3 separate regions of the Pan troglodytes genome follow, and all the other regions are linked to region 2. A link is a contact called in public HiChIP or PLAC-seq data. All regions are on one chromosome and are shown on one strand. Each heading gives the region's core, a stretch centred on a gene start, on an enhancer-like site or on the middle of the called end of the contact. The rest is flanking DNA. Distances are from core to core; before and after follow the strand shown.

What was found. HiChIP or PLAC-seq counts read pairs in DNA pulled down with a chosen protein or histone mark.
Region 1: an H3K4me3 HiChIP or PLAC-seq map of stem cell-derived excitatory neurons shows a contact between it and region 2, with 4 times the contacts expected there. The contact joins the promoter of SIRT5 here to the promoter of TBC1D7 in region 2. A contact is called at or near these places in 1 of 1 datasets of contacts at active chromatin or transcription factors (stem cell-derived excitatory neurons) and 1 of 1 other capture datasets (stem cell-derived neural stem cells).
Region 3: a contact with region 2 is called in an H3K4me3 HiChIP or PLAC-seq map of stem cell-derived excitatory neurons, with 2.6 times the contacts expected there. The contact joins the promoter of GFOD1 here to the promoter of TBC1D7 in region 2. A contact is called at or near these places in 1 of 7 Hi-C or Micro-C datasets (stem cell-derived neural progenitor cells) and 1 of 1 datasets of contacts at active chromatin or transcription factors (stem cell-derived excitatory neurons).

Annotation. Positions count from the first base shown.
Region 1 is chr5:19,524,477-19,527,176 of NHGRI_mPanTro3-v2.0_pri, forward strand. SIRT5 (sirtuin 5) reads left to right here and starts at 1,388. Exons shown (of 10, transcript XM_009450542.5): 1 at 1,388-1,498. It overlaps LOC107975063 (a long non-coding RNA gene), which reads right to left and starts at 1,419. Exons shown (of 2, transcript XR_001718268.4): 1 at 1,164-1,419; 2 at 1-406.
Region 2 is chr5:19,279,161-19,281,860 of NHGRI_mPanTro3-v2.0_pri, forward strand. TBC1D7 (TBC1 domain family member 7) reads right to left here and starts at 1,445. Exons shown (of 8, transcript XM_063812102.1): 1 at 1,185-1,445.
Region 3 is chr5:19,437,650-19,440,349 of NHGRI_mPanTro3-v2.0_pri, forward strand. It overlaps GFOD1 (Gfo/Idh/MocA-like oxidoreductase domain containing 1), which reads right to left and starts at 1,356. Exons shown (of 2, transcript XM_016954922.4): 1 at 266-1,356. The coding sequence starts at 518.

The DNA.
Region 1 (2,700 bases), core at 138-2,637, 250 kb after region 2:
ACCAACTGGAAAAAACGGCAAGCGGGTTTCATTCCTGGCCAGGAATAGAGAAGGAGTAAACTTTCACTCTAGAGACCCCCTTCTTCCGGAGCTTTGGGAAGCTGGGGAATTGTAAGGCGTTAGATGTGGAGTGGGGAGGCATGCAAGCATATGCCGGGAGGAACTCTAGACGCACAGGTGCATTTCATAAACATGCCTCTTCATACAATGCACTATCAGAAAATGGCGGCGATTCTCTTCTACGGGTCGGGAGTGGAGCATATAATGATGTATTAATGATCTAAAAGTAACAAGGGGTGGCTGGTTCTGGTTTTCTCTGGTTCCTAGTAGGACTTATCTTTCTCTGGTACTTGGCAAAGGGCAGTGAGGCACCCGGGCCAACCGCAGTTGTTTTAAGCTGGGTTACCTATAGATAAAGAGACGAGGAAAAAATCAAACAAACAAAACGGTTTAAAAAACAATGAGCATTTTCAGCTGTCTACTGTTTAAGAAAATAATGAGCTCTCAGTTTTGCCCTCTGAGCGATTTCTCCAGGACTGCCCTGGTAACACTACTACTCAACAGTTTTGTGCTTTGCGCAGTTACTTGACCTCCCTGGGCCTCGGTTTCCCCACCCATAAAGTGGGGATAACAGTACCTATTTCATCAGGTGGTGGGGACGATTTAAAATGGTTAATAATGTGCAGTTCTTTAAAGTGTCTGGCTCAGAATAAGCACCATACACGTTAGGGGGAAAAACAGCAGCCGGATGTGAGGCCCTCCCCAATTTCGTTACTCCATAAACCTCTGAGTTGCTGGTAACACCTGCAGGAGTGAGAAGGGCCTCAATATGGGCTGAATTTCCAGCCAAACTGTGGGAAGTGGCTGAGATTTTAGGTAGGCAAAAAATGTTAATGTAACATTTTTGGCTCCCAAGTTCTCAGACCACTTACTTCCCTTTCTAGTCCACTGACATGCCCGCAAGCAATTCCATTCTGCCAAGTGGTGCTGGTGGCAAGCTGGAATCCAAGAAAAAGGAAAGACTCCGATTTTAAGGGAACGGGGACATGCGGAGCCACGTGAGTCACCGGGTCCCAGAGCCACGGAAGGCTCTCAGCTCAGCAGTCAGAGTGCACTCGTCATTGCGTTCGAGGTTAGGTGGCCTAGCCTGGGAACCAACTCACCGTCATTTGAAATCGTTTCAGGGAAAATGACCCTAACATTTAAAATCCTCTCTCCTGAAGTTGTGTGGTCCAGCCGTTTGCTGAAGGAGGAAGCAAAGCCGGTAGTAACTCACTACATATTTGGGCAGTGGAATGAACCCTGGAAGCTGACAAAGTCGAAGCAAGTCACTGCGCCGCCCCCACCCCCACCCCAAATAAAAACAGAGAGACAATCCTTCAATTATAAAGAAGACCACGGCGCCCGGGTCTCCGGCAGGGGCCGCTGCAGCCGAGCAGAACGCTGAGCCGCTCCGCCCCACGGCCTCCTCTCCAGCCGGCGCGCCCGCCTCCCGCAGGTGCGTCTCTGCCTGCGCCGGGCCGGGGTCTCCGCGGCCTCTCCCGCTCGGGCTCCGGCTTCGAGGCCCCGACCAAGCACTGCTCTCGCGGGACTGCGCGCACCGCCCAGGGCCTGCCGCGGGCTCGCGAGCGGAGGTGGCACCGGTCCGCGGTGCGCATGCGCGGCCCGGCCTCTGCCCTGCGGTCCCTGACTGGTGACTGGCTAGCGGTTGGAGGAAGGGATGTGGGGGATGGTGGGTGGGTACAGAGAGCTGGGAGGGAGGCACCCCGGGGGGCGGGGCGTGGGAGACTGTCTTCGGGGGCGCGAGCTGCCCCAGGTGAGCCGTGGCTCAGGTCCGGAGCGCGGTCGGGACACAGCGCTTCTAGGAGAAAGCCTGGAAGGCGCTCCGGGGGTACCCAGAACTCTTAGCGGGCCGGCAGCATGTGCGGGGCCCAAGGTCTTCCGGGCTCTGCGTGGGGGTCGTTGCGGCTGGAGACCAGGGAGGGGGATGGAAACGGGCTTGGAAAGTAATCCCACCCGAGCAGGTGGGCATGGGAGGCCGCTGTGCTGGGGAGCCCCGCGAGGGCTCCGAACGGAGCCTCCCTTTTCAGAAAGGTCACCCTGGTCATTGCAGCTGCCAGGGTGACCGAGGAAGGTGGCCGGGGTGGAGGCAGTGGGCGTGGAGAGGGGTCGGATTCCGGACGTAGTTTGAAGGTGGAGCCGTCAGGTTCTGCTGAGCAGCTTGGCTATGGGGCGTGCGAGAAGGGAAGGCTCAGGGCCTAGTCCCTGGGCACGAGTAGCAGCCGGAAGGATGAAGTCCCAGTGCTTCGGGAGGAGGCGGCTTGAGGACGGCTCTGGAGCTCAGGCTTGCCCGCGTGGAGTGGAAGCTGCCTCTTGGACACGGGGCGGGGAGGCCGCATGCAGTCTGGAGCGCTGGGAGGATGGGAGATCCAGAGGGGCAGGGCTGGAGGGGTAGGAGGAAAACCTGAAGAGGGTGGCGCCCGGAAGCCCGGGAAAGTGATGAACTGGGTCAGAGGCCGGGTATCAACAAATAGGAGGGTGGAGACGACCTTGAGGAAAGCAGGTGATGGAACGGGAGGGAATGGGGCCCCCTAGTGGAGACACCTGGGAGTGATGTATTGCATTTATTTAGCTCTTAGGCGTTCAAAAATTATTTATTGGGAGCCTGTACAACTTTTTGCAGTTCATTGCATTATCCTT
Region 2 (2,700 bases), core at 195-2,694:
CAATATGATGTACCCTTGCATAGGACCCAATATTAAATTTTTCCTTTAACTCAGTTCTGCAACTATCTCACCTATGCATCTTGGCTAAAAACCAAGATATAAGTTAAAACTTCTCTGAGCTGGTAAAATAGATGGCACAAGGTTTATGCACTAGGTTTCCCACTATACCTATGAGTGCCTAGCACAACAGAACATTCTGTAGCTATTATAAATGCGCAAAGAAAAAAAATAAGTGAAATGGAAGCCAGGCAAGATACGTCAAACAAATTATACTCAAACAGTATACACTATGATTTCATTTTTTGTTTTTTACAAATTTTATGTATTTTAAAACTTAACACTCTATTCCAAAATGTTAGCAATGGTTATCTTTAGATAGTAGGATTCTAGATGATTTTAATTTCCTTTCTTTTGCTTAGCTACGTTTTTTTAAATGGGCATTTTGTAAAATGAAAAATTAAGTTATATAAAAGTAAAAAGCCACGAGTTCCTCACTTATCTTTCTTTTAAACACAATTCTATTAAGTGTAGCTATCGAAATTCAAAACCCACAACAAATAAATCGCATTAAATTATAACTAGAAGAGGGTAAAGAATGTAGCCAATTGACAGTGATCCCAAAGTCAGAGTTGAAGACGGAAAAACGATTTAAAAAAAAGACCAAGTTAGATTTGGCGTTTCAAGAACAGAAAAGATCTGATGCATTTCCCAAAAACCACTGCACTGCCTCACCCAAATGCTTCCAGCGTCTGTGCACAAGAGTAAATCTTTAGGTTTAAAAATCCTGCGACGTCCCCAGTGAGCAGGGGAGGGCTTCCTTCCTTATTGAAAAGATATCCTCTGAACCGATTCAGTCACAGGAAAGATTAGGATTCGTTTAGAAAATGAAATGCTAAAGCTTTCGGGAGCAGATGTCTTAAAAATAAAAAAGTCAGCAGCATAAAACGCGTAATGAGTGTGGGGATTTATTTTTTTAAAGCATTCAAACAGCTGCATGACGATTTGGTCGGTCCCTGTTGTCTAAGGACACCCATTCTTAGATTGCACTACAATGACAAAGGCGTCCTCTAGGAGGAAATGCTGCAAATAATATCTCCTGCCCATGCGCGTCCACCTGATGGGAAAAGTAAAAACACCCTGGTCCAAGACCCCAGGTCCCATTCTCTCTATGATGGATGCTTCACCTCTAGTAGTGCAAACACACCCGGCTTGAGACTAAGTGGTCCGGGAGAAGCAGAGGAAGCCGTGCCCTGTGCGCTGACCGACCGCCGGGCAGGCGGGCACCGTTGGGGCCCAGGGCCAGGAGGGACGAGTCCTGCAGGAAGGAGGGAGGCGGCGGGGCACCTGGGACAACCGCGCGCGCCCCGACGGCCCGGGAGACAAAACTCAGCGCCGCTGCCGCCGCCGCCGGACGTGACATCAACTCCAGGTCGCGGGGCGGGCGCGGGGCGGGCGCGGGGCGGGCGCGGGGCGGGCGCGGGGCGGGCGCGGGGCGGGCGCGGGGCGGGCGCGGGGCGGGCGCGGGGCGGGCGCGGGGCGGGCGCGGGGCGGGCGCATGCGCAGAGGGCGCGGGCAGGAAGCTCCACCCTCACTCCGGGAAGCTCTGGCTTCGTTTGTGAAACCCGACGGGATGAAGGGCTAGGCTCGCCTCCAGAGTAGTGTAGTTTCTCCCGCCATGGGCACCCGGCCCCTTGCTACCCCGCAAAATCTCGCGACCATTTACTCCGGCCATCCGAAGGCGCGTGCCTGGGTTGCACTCCCGTGTCCGGCCCTCGAGGTTCTTGCCTAGGGAAGACCTGAGCCCTAGGGCCGTACTTAAGCTGCCTGCGTGCAGGACCCGGGTTTTGCTTTTGCTAATTTCCTCCCCACCCCAGGTATGTGGGAATAAATGAAGACCATCCGAATGAGAAGAAAAAAGGCAGGCAGAGGAGTGCAAGTCTGATTTAGAGCAGGCAGGCTCCCTGGGTTGGTTATTGTAGGTAACTGACTGGTTTTCTGGGCAGGTTGCTGCAGGTTGTGGATTGGAGGTCTATTTTTATATTAGATTTGGCCATTGTCTTAGTATATTCAGCCTCTCAGGTAAAACACTGTAACATAGGAGAAAAATGAACGTGTTTTTTTTTTTTTTAAAGATGTGCTAAATGCAAGCTCCTAATTTGTTATTAGTAGGTCTAACAGAACAGAGTTACTCTTTAAAGTAGCTACTAACGCTTACAAATGCTTTCTATTTCTGTGCTTGCCTCCCTGGTCCTCGGGCTGGCTGAGCAGCAGTGCCCAAGTAGGTTTTTAAACCGCCAGGGTTTGAGAGAAATCCCCAATGATGGGTATCGTCCCTTTGAAAGTTCAAATCTCTACCAAATAAGCCACACGGATGCCAAGCTTTGAAGGAAACTTAGGACTATCAACAGTGCAGAAGTCCAGTTATAGTGCAGACAAATGTGTGTATAATGGCTAGACAGAACTTAAAAATGAAGAAACGTGTGGTGGTTGAACTCAAACACTGATGCCCCTCCCCACCCCCTTACCACCACCATCTTTAGTTCCTCAGTACTGGGGTACTAAACCTTACTTGGGTAGTGTTCACATGAGTAAGCAGAGTTCTTCAAGTTACCTTAGACAAGTTCCATTTACTTCATCTAAACCTTGGGCCGGTCACTAACTTTTATAATTTCCTTTTCTTGTCTTTAAAATCATCACCAG
Region 3 (2,700 bases), core at 106-2,605, 160 kb after region 2:
ACACGCCTTCTCCAGCCTGCAATCTACACACGTGGGGAAGCGCGTCCAAGTGGTGCCAGGAGGCAGGAGGGAAGCGCAAAGGTGGGGAAGGCCGGGGACGAGGAAGGAGGGAACTCTGAATTGGATCTGGGATCTCAGATCCCCGGGGCAGCGTAGATGCAGGGTAAGCTTCTGGGATGCGGAGAGGGAAAGGCAGGGGGGAAGGAACCCAGAGAAGGTTAAAGGGCGGGGGTGGGACGGAGGATGCGGGGTAGGGGTCGCTCACCTAGGGTTTTGACAGCGATCTGTCTGGTGAGGGGCGGCGGCAGGTTAATGCACACCAAGTCCACGTCCTGATGCAGCAGCACCTCATCAATGCGGCTAGTGTAGAAGGGGACACTCATCTCCTTGGCCAGCTCCTCCGCTTCTTCCTGCGTGCGGCCCCACAGCGCCTTCACCGCGAAGCCCTCGTCTTTCAGCAGCGGGATGATGACACGGGCCGTGAGGCTGGTGCCGAACACGCCCACCCCGGGAAGCATGGCTGCTCAGAGCCGCCTGGTTCTGCTTCTGCTCGGATCTCCAGTCCAACGCGCGCACACACCCACCTCTAGCCAGTCCTGCACCCCGCTCCTGTAGCCAATCTAGCCGCGGTGCGCCAGCCGCCGTGCACCGGGCAAGGCGCCCGGGTGCCCAGAGCGCACCGAGCTGCAGGCGGAGCAAGCTCGGGGCGCCTCAGAACGGTGACTGCGGCAGTGTCCGCCACGCGGGGCTCGCGTCCTTCCCGGAGTCGGCGGCAGGGACCCCTCCAGGGCGCCGGAGGCTTCGAAGCCCCCTGGAGCCCCGGCTCAGGCTGCGCTCCCGCGGCAGCGCCAGTCCGCTGCGTGCGCCCCGCCAAGGCCGCTCCATGGCCGGCTCATCCCCGCGGCCGCGCCGCCGCAGCCCGGGACCGGCTCTCTCCCGCGTCGTTTGCGCAGCCGGCGAATCGCACAGACAAACGTCTACACCCTGCCAAAGCACGGAACCGCTCCGCGGGGGAGTCTCCTTTCTCCCTAGCTCTCCGTTGGGAATGAAATAATCCCGCGGCCGCCAGGAGGCCGGCTAAGGATGCGGCCCGGAGCGCGCCGGACTGGGATCCCGAGCTGCAGCGCGGCAGCGGCGGCCACGACCCGGCGCCAGCCTCCTCATTCTGCTGCCATGTTCGCTCGCCTCGCGGCTCGGGCGGCCTCGGCCCCAGGCCGGCTCAGGCTCCGGGATCCCGCGGGGACGAGGGCGGAGTTGGCGAGTTTGGCTGTCAGCGGCCGGTGTTCCTGCACCGCCCTCGCTGCAGCGCCGCGCGCCATTGGCCGCCGCGCGCCGCCCCCGCCCCCGCCGCCGCCAGCTCCGGGTGCGCGCTGCGCCCGGGCCCCGGGAGCCCAGCCCGGCTCCTCCCCGGCCCCGCCTCGCCCGCCTCGCCCGCCTCCTGCCCCTCCGCTTCTTCCCTTTCTTTGCCCTCACCATCTCCTTCTCTTCCCTGCTTCACTCCAAACCCCGCCCCAAGCAAGCAAATACATCTATCCAGGCAGGGCGCGCCCTAATAGGTTAGTCGGCTGTCCCTTGGAAGAGAGCAGTGGGCGCCTTGGCCTGGGGTAGGTGAGGGGACCCGGCGAGGTGCGAACAGCCGGTAATAATAACCTCGGCTCCCGGAGCGTTTCTTGCGTGCTGAGCATCATACTAACGCCTTTCCAGGTATTGTCCCTTTTAGTCCTCGCAGCAACCTAAGGTTATTGGAAACCCATTTTACCAGTGATGTGAATGAGCCGCAATGAAGGCTAAGGGACTTGCGCAAGGTGACATATATAAGCAACAGGCCTGCGATTGGAATCCAGGCCCCAGAGTCTGGGCACGGAACCGCAGACTTCTACGGTCTCCTTCCAAGCTAGCCTGCTCCAATCGCGCGCCCCCGCTCCGGCCGCGCACGCACGGTTCAGCCGCCTTCTTCCAAGACAGTCCAGTCTTGGCGGGCTCCCATCTGCCTCCCACCTCCCCCGCCCCTAGGTCCATGCCCGCCCCCGCGTAGACGCTGTGGTGTGGACGGCCGCAGCGGGGCAGGGGGTCTCCGAGGCCGCTGCGGCACGTGCGTCTCGTGTCTAGTTTCGAGACGGATATGTCGCCCTGGCCACATGCCACGCCCGCCTCTTGCTTCGGCTCCTGTTGCCGTCGCCACTTACCGCAGCCTTTACTTCTCCCAGCTTGCCCCCACCTCCACCACCCTGCACCCTTCCCAGGCCCTCGAGGGGGCACTGAGGAGGACTGGCCAAGGCTGGCCCCGCACCTCTGGAGCCATGGGGACTCTGCGTCTGTCTGGTTTTCCGCCATATCCTTGGCACCTGGCACACTGCCTTGCCCTGTATGTAGTAGGCGCTCAATAAACATTTGCTAAATAAATGAATGCATATTCATCGAATGCCCGCTTCGCACCCATTTGGTGCCGGGAGAGGGGACTAAAAAGTGAAAGGCACGTCTTCTAGCTGAAGGTCTCTGGAGAGGTCATGGGTCAGGTCATGTTCATCTCCTGTCTTCAGCACTGGGCTCAATGTAGCACATGGTCTGCCGCAACACGAGTGGAAAACGTGATACTTGCAAGAGTTTAAAACAACTTGTAACAACTGGCAGTGAGGCGGGGCACGTGGAGAGAGCAGGATACCAAAAAAGCTGTGTGTGGCAATGCGGGGTGGAGGCTGA